Linked DNA regions of Mus musculus: region 2 is linked to region 1. The links are chromatin contacts, called in public promoter capture Hi-C maps. All regions are on one chromosome and are shown on one strand. Each heading gives the region's core, a stretch centred on a gene start, on an enhancer-like site or on the middle of the called end of the contact. The rest is flanking DNA. Distances are from core to core; before and after follow the strand shown.

What was found. Promoter capture Hi-C pulls out the DNA fragments that hold promoters and counts their contacts.
Region 2: a promoter capture Hi-C map of the HPC-7 cell line shows a contact between it and region 1, with 2.2 times the contacts expected there. The contact joins the promoter of Adgrg5 here to the enhancer-like site in region 1. A contact is called at or near these places in 6 of 39 promoter capture datasets (the C10 cell line, the HPC-7 cell line, liver and 1 more), 2 of 484 Hi-C or Micro-C datasets (the G1E-ER4 cell line and nephron progenitors), 1 of 115 datasets of contacts at active chromatin or transcription factors (embryonic stem cells) and 1 of 9 other capture datasets (pancreatic islet).

What each region holds. Positions count from the first base shown.
Region 1 is chr8:94,733,786-94,737,513 of GRCm38.p6, forward strand. No RefSeq gene overlaps it. Among named protein-coding and RNA genes, the nearest start is that of Ccl22, 10 kb to the right of the region's middle. Within about 2 kb of position 2,081, at least 77 of the 459 cell types and tissues checked have an H3K27ac peak or open chromatin away from gene starts, as enhancers often do. A contact at or near this core is called in the G1E-ER4 cell line, the HPC-7 cell line and pancreatic islet, where this site is marked.
Region 2 is chr8:94,921,980-94,925,707 of GRCm38.p6, forward strand. Adgrg5 (adhesion G protein-coupled receptor G5) reads left to right here and starts at 1,715. Exons shown (of 12, transcript NM_001145972.1): 1 at 1,715-1,778.

The sequences.
Region 1 (3,728 bases), core at 831-3,330:
CTTTCCCGGGCCCAGCACCGTTGCCCCTCTTTCTGGCATGGGTCTTCCCAAAGATTATCATATGCTTCCAGCACCCGTGGCTATTGTGAATTGTGTGTGACAGAGAGCATAAAAATCCTTGATCCTCAAAACAACCTGGTGGCAGCGAGGCTCACTAACCCACAAGCCACACCCACTGCCAGCTGGTGGTAGAGACAAGACAGCTGTATCTAGGACAAGGGGCATTAGTACACTGGTCACACCCTGCAGGCTCTAACACATCTGCTATTTTTATGACACACTGAAAAGCCAAATCAACACTCCACACAACGCATCAAATGGTAAAAGAGGCAGGTGGAGCATGGAAGACTGCTGGCCTTCTAGGGCCCTCAGACATAAAAAGCAGTCAGGTGGGTCTTGCTTTAGGGGCCCAGGCTGGAGCATGGGTTCCACCCAGGACAAAGTCTGGAGTGAAATGCTTGTCATCATTCCCTGGCTACATCACTAGTCACTGTGGAGACTGTGTGGCTCTTACCAAACCACTTGTCTCTTTGGGTCCTTCCCCAGATGCTCCTGCACGCATTGAAGGTCACGTGACTGAACATGATCAAAGCAGATGCTCTCAGCTTCCAGGCCTGGATCAGAAAAGTCACCTACAAGCTCTGAAAGACAACACAACACACACACACACACACACACACACACACACACACACACACACACAGCACAGGAGAGCCACTTTAAACTCGGCCCCTGGAGGAGACCTGCACTGGACTGGGAACACCTACTTCTGGTTTCCTGTGAGGAGACCCGGGAGATAGATGCACAGGTTGGGGGACATGTGATGGGGATTGGGCATCACAGAGGATGAAGGGTGGCTGTGACCTTAACCAGCACTTGGCATGATTCATTTTCTCCCTAAGCACTGCTTAGCTACACCAGGGCGAAACTGGTAGAGATGGGGGCTTCCCTGGGGCCCTGGATTCTCCAGGAGGAAGCAGGAAAACAGGAGTAGGCGTTATGACTGCACATTGAAGGTATAGGCAAACGTTGCTTACAGTGGAAGCTGAAATAAGGACAGGGTAAGGGAGCCAGGGACAAGGGACCAATTCAGTCCCTTGGGGCTGGATGGCAGGAATTGGATGCTTGGGACATTGAGCTGGAAGGTCGAGATGGGGGTGACAGTGAGGTGTTTGAAGGTGAGAACATGTCCTAGCAGTTACCAGGGCTGGCATGGTCAAGGGCATGGCCGTGGGCAGGAGAGGCTGAGGAGGTGAGGCCCAAGTTCTCTGGAAGAGACGGGGCTGTGAAACCAAGAGAGATGAGCATGAAACATGCTATGAAAGAGAACCCTGGTGAGGAGAGTGACCATGAGCTGGCAGCTGTCATTGTCAGCAACAAAGGAAGTAGGTGGTAAGGGGAGAATGTGTGAGTGCCCTGAAAAGAGGCAAGGCTTTTAGGGAAGGGAGATGGCGGCTCAGAAGAACTGCACAGAGCAAGGAGGGTGCCTTTCCCAACCCTGGCTCTGTATGGGGCAGTTGTGTGGGGACAACGCCTCCCAGAAGCCTACAGGGGGAGCAGAGACCTTAAAGAGAGCCAAAGGGAGCCGGGCATGGTGGCGCACGCCTTTAATCCCAGCACTCGGGAGGCAGAGGCAGGCAGATTTCTGAGTTCGAGGCCAACCTGGGCTACAAAGTGAGTTCCAGGACAGACAGGGCTGCACAAAGAAACCCTGTCTCAAAAAACCAAAAAAAAAAAAAAGAGAGAGAGAGAGAGAGCCAAAGGATGAGAAGCCAGACTGAGTGGGCTGTGTCTATAACTCTGGCATTCGGGGAGTCTGAATCAGGAACATGGCAGGCTTGAGGCCAATAAAAACTACATGAAACCAGAAAGGGACAAAAGAGCAAGAAGAGACAGAGGGAGCAGGGACACACACACACACACACACACACACACACACACACACACACACACACACACACGGCAGCACTATGGAAGAGCTGTTAGTCCTGAAAATCTGGAAACAACCTAGACCCTTGGTGCTGAGGGGATCCATAGACAGCAGAGGAGGCCACAGCAGGACTCAACACAGAGAAAGTGAAAGTGGAGAGCCCCGAGGATCAACAGGACTGGAGGAGAGCAGGCAAGCACCCACTTGAAAACGGCTGGCTGCAAAGTATGGAACACAGCAGCACAGAACCATGCTGTATTCTATTTAGAAATCTACAAAATCATAAGCATATACTCAGGGAAGGATCCCAAGTGATGTCAGGGTCCTGGTTTTGTGGTTATGCACAGAAAAAAAAAGAGGGGTGAAAGGTGAGGAAGAACAGCTTGGGTGGTATCAAAAAAAAATTTTTTTTAACTTCTTAATGACCAGAAAAGAAAAAGAAAAAAAAGATTCACAAAGGGATGAAACAAAATACAGTAAAATGTTGTCTACTGCATAACCTGGGCTGCAGGTCCTCTAAGGTTGAAAGGTTTGTAAATTTAAGATAAGGCCTGGCTGGAGGTCAACACTTGGGGCCCCAGCACTTGAGAGGCTAAAGCAGAAGAATTGTTAAATGCAAGGCTACACTCCTTCTCAGAATAGAAGAAGAGAGGAAAGGAAAGGAAGGCAGGAAGGGAAGTGGGATGGGGCAGGGAGAATATGAGGAAAGAAATAGAAAAGGAAAAAAAAAAGCCAGGTGAGGGAATTATAATACAGCACAATAATCAAGACATTGCAGTCAGACTGAGACTCTAAAAACAAGCCCATACGTTTAAGGGCAACTGATCTTGACAAATGTGCCAACACAATTCAGTGGAGAAAAATAGTCTTTTCCGTAAGTCGTTCTGGGGCTGCAGAGATGGCTCAGCAGTTAAGACAACTAGCTGTTCTCATAGAGGACTTGGGTTCAACTCCCAGCACCCACCTGGCTCACAACTTCCAGTAACTCCAGTTGCAGCTGATCTGTCTCCCTCTTCCCGCCTCCATGAGAGCCTGGTCCCCATGTAGTATATATATCCACACACGCAGGCAAAACAGTCATACATATAAGATAAAAAGAAATCTTTAGGGCTGGAGAGATGGTTTGGTGCTTAAAAGCACTTGCTACTCTTGCAGAGGACCTGGGTTCAGTTCCCAGCATCCACCTGTGGTTCACAACCATCTCTAACTCTGGTTCCAGGGGATCCAATGCTTTCTTCTGACCTCTAAGGGCTTTTGTACCCATGTGATACATACACATAATACACTCAGGCACACACATATACAATTCAAATAAAATAAATAAATATTTTTTTAAACAGTAGCTCTGATAGCTGGGTGTGCAGACTGGTACACATATGAGCTCAGATGGATTGAAGAGCTGAGCAGAGGAGCTAACACTATAAAACTCCTAGCAGAACGTGGGAGATGATTCTATGTTGTATATAGGAACCCTGCATAGCCACGGATGCCGCAATGGTTTGGTGTGCCAAGAAAACACAGGAACAAAATAGAGGACAAGTTAGAGGCTATCATGGTGAGCATCCCCAGGAAGCAAAGAGATAGCACAAAGAATAGGAGGAACTATTTGCAAGCCACCCAACGGAGCTCTAGCACTCACATCAAAATCTGATCAAACAAAGATATGTGAAAGGCATGGGCAGATTCTCTTTCTCCAAAGAAGATGCGCAAATGTCCAATAAGCACATGATGAGATGCTCAACGCCAGCAGTCAAAGCCACAGGCTACCCCTTCACACCTCCTATGCTGTCCCTCATCA
Region 2 (3,728 bases), core at 465-2,964, 190 kb after region 1:
AGGATTGCTGGAGCCCAGAACGCCTGGCCTGTGGTGTGTTGTTCTGTCTGAATAACCCCCATCAAGTGCAGTATCAGTATGACAACTGCCAGATTGCTTTAGGAAGGGGAACTGGCCCAGATCGGCAACACAGAGGGTGTGAACTGAGAGGCTCAAGATGTTTTGTCTCCTCTAATTGGAGGCTTCAGATTGCCATCAAGACTGGGGAAGCTTTGGAGAGTAGATGACTCCCTCTTGGTATTAGTCCCCTGTTCTAATGTCTAGTCATGCTTATAGTCCTTCACAGATCCCCTACACACAAACACAAGTGGGGAGACCTTTGTCAAGGGATGGGAATATCTTCTCCTCCAAGGGACCGAGGAAGCTACTGATCTGGCTTCTGAGCATAAGACTGTCCAAAGTGAAGTGTGTTCTTCGGTGTTGTATGCAGGGGTGACCGGCATCCTAAGCTGAGGCAGGAACAGTGAGGTAGGAAACACAGAGGTTGTGGGGACTTGGGGATCAGAGCTCTCTACCTAGGCCTTCTGTGCAGCTGCTCACCACGGAGCATAAAGGAGTTGGTGGTTCAGTCCCCAAGGCATCCCGGACAACCGCCTCCCCCACCCTCCCTAGGAAAGGCCAGGAGGTGAACGTCTGGTTATAGTAAACTAAAGCATGGGTGTGTGGGAGCTAAGGCGGTGGTTCAGCCAGCAGATGCTTTCGAGGCGTGCACAAGGCCCTGGGGTTGAGGCCAAACACCACTAAAGACAATAGCCAGGAAAAAAAAAAAACAACGTGCAAAAAGGGCAAATGCTTATCTAAGTCACCCAGTGGGAGTCTGGCCAAGGAGTTGAGACACAATTGTACAGGGGCCCTGCAAAACCTTTGATGGCATCTGGGGTGGGGCCCCCTTTCCCTCTGAGCCCCTTACACCCACTGTGAGCTATGAGGAACTGACTGTGAAGAAGCTGGCTTGAGCGGTGGAGGGCAGGAAGACTGTGCTGGGACCCGTGCTTTCTTCCTTTCCCTGCGTCTCTGTGCCCCTCAGCCCCACTACCGCAGGAGCAGAAGAGGTTCTTGAGTTATGATTTTCTGCAGGGAATTTGGATAGGCTCCCCATCTCTGAATCACTTCCGTGGTCTCTTTAGGACTCTGTAGAGAGCATAGCTGGTATTATAGGCTACGCTCGTGGGACTTCTGACTGAAGGCGAGGCTAGTCTGCTTTCTCTCCCTGCTATTCTGGCCATACTTCCTGAGATCTGCCCTGGACCACCTGGAACTGCGTCCTTGTCCTCTCTAGGCTATCAGTTCAGCATCTATGACACTTGCAGGTCTGATTGCTGTTATACATGAGGAAATATATATATATTAAAAATATAAATTTTCCCTTTCTATAAATGGGGAAACTGAGACTTAGGAAGGAGCTATAGCTTGCCCAAGGGTGCAGAGCTGGACCGTCCTGAACCCTCCACAACACCATGCTGTCTGTCTCTCCTGGCACTTCTGGGGAGGCTGAGCCCAGTCTCCCCCCCTCCACCCGCCCCCCCCCCCCCCCAGAGTGTGACCAAGGGGACCTTGATCTAGCCGACAGCTCAGAGGAAACAGAGAGTGCTACCACAAAAGAAGTGAGGCAGGAGCATAGGGTGAAGGGAGGCCAGAAAAGCCCGGGAGTAAGTAGGCCGAGGTGAACAGAAAAGCCACAGCTTTCAACTCCTCTCAACTTCCTTTTCTCCCTGCAGAAGCTAGAGGACCATCTCGAGACAGCAGTGAGGACGTGACTGCCGCTGACTGCTTTACAGGTTAGTCCCCTGGACCCCTCCACCCTCCCACCCATTGGTCCCCATCCACAGACCCCAGGTGCACAGATCTCATGCCATCCCAGGAGTGACAAGCTAGGGACCCACCTCCTTCCAACTCCAGAGAAGCCTCTACTTTCAGAAGTGAAGTTAAGCCATGATTATATCTGGGGGGTGGGGGGGGGTAGCTTTCCCGAATCCCGATTTCTCATATAGAAAACGAGGTGAGTCGTGTAGCACAAGGCTTGAGTGACAGCGGGTAGACTGTAAGATGCTCTGCGCCCGGCAAATAGGAACTGAGGAAGTTCCTGTGCAGCCTGGGAGACACAGGGTCTCAGAGAAAGGACCTCCAGACAAGCGGGGCCAGACTCCTTGGTGGTTTACAGTGGCCCCCGTTGCCCACTTCTAAAAGAGCTGACAGCAGCATCTTTCTGGGCTGTGACTTGATGCTGATCGACTTGGCCCATTCCTCATCCCAGCCAGGGGCACCTAGAGAAAGCCAGAGGCAGAGCCCAGCCAGTGGTGAGCAGGGATGGCTGTTTGAGGAGCCATGTATAAGCAGGAGGATTGTCCTGGGCAGGACCTGGCGTGGCTGAGGTACGAGATCTGTGCTGGGTGGAAAGCAGAGGCTCCTACGCCCCATGCACTGAAGATGTATTCCTGCCCAAGGCCTACAGTTAGAGGACTAGACCTAGGGCAGGGGCTGATTCCCACAGGAAAGAGTCCTAGAAATGGTTGAGTTCCTCTCCCTGGGAAATGGGTCTCTCTGGCCTAGTTTTGCACACGAGGAAATTGGAAGGTCACTGAGGCCAGTTTCTTAAGCCAGTGCTTTGCAGTCTGGGCACTGAATAGTGGAGCTGGTTATTAAACCCATAGCTTTCTAAGGTCCTTTTCTTGTTCACGTATATCTTAATCTCCCAATTTTAACTGACCTAAAATACTTGCTCACTTGCCTACCACCACTTGGCTTTTCAGGCACCTTTGGGGAGTTGCTGCTGGTGCTGGCTTGGAATTTGAAAGCCCAGGTTTGGGTCCCAGCTTGGCTACGGGGCTGCTGTTGAGCCCCAAGGAAACGCTTGGCTTTTGTGGTATTATGTCGTCTTGCCGTCTTCCAGAATCACCTGGAAAGTCAGGAAAGGGGGTTTCAAGTGATGAACTGCACAGATAGAAACCTGACGGCTGAGGGTTGACAGGTTGATGATGCCTGGGTCCTGATCGGCAGAGACAGGGTGGGTACCGGGAGGTTACAAGCAAAAGCAAAGGTTTGCCCGTGAGAATGAAGTGGCAGCCACAGCTTCTGTCTGGGGTGTTGGGGTGGGGATGGGGTGAGCTTCAGCTCTGGTCTTTTGATTTTCAGTTATATATGGGGTCAGGCTGCCTCTCTGTGTGCCTCTGCTTGGGAGCAGCAGGGCTAAGGTCTGGAAACCAGGCTTTAGGGCCCTGATCCTGGAGATCAAATTCTTCTACCCATTGGGGTTTCAGTTTCTCCACTAAGAGTTCCATCAGCTGAGGTTTTCTGTGTCACCTGGTCCTCTACTGTCATAACCCAGGCTGTCTCAATAGAAACAGTTCATGTTGTCCCTTTGAAGGCTTCCTTGGTCCCCCCAAACTTTGCCCCACATCCATTCTCTGAGACCCCAGGAAGTTAAGTGGATGATGCTCTAGTACCCTAATTCTATCCCTACCTTAAGACTGGCTTATAGGTTAACACACAGGATTAAGGAAAGTGATGGGCTAGGGATACAGTTCAGTGTGTAGAGTGCTTTGCTTAGCAAGCACAGTACCCTAGGTTTGATCCCCAGGGTGACATAAAATGAGGCGTAGAGGTGTGCACCTGTAGTCTCAGAGCATGGGGAGTGAAGGCATAAAGATACTAAGTCTGGGACCCGCCTCAGTTACATGGTGAGCTTGAGGCTAGCTCAGGTTAGGCCTCGGGACCCTGCCTCAAAACCC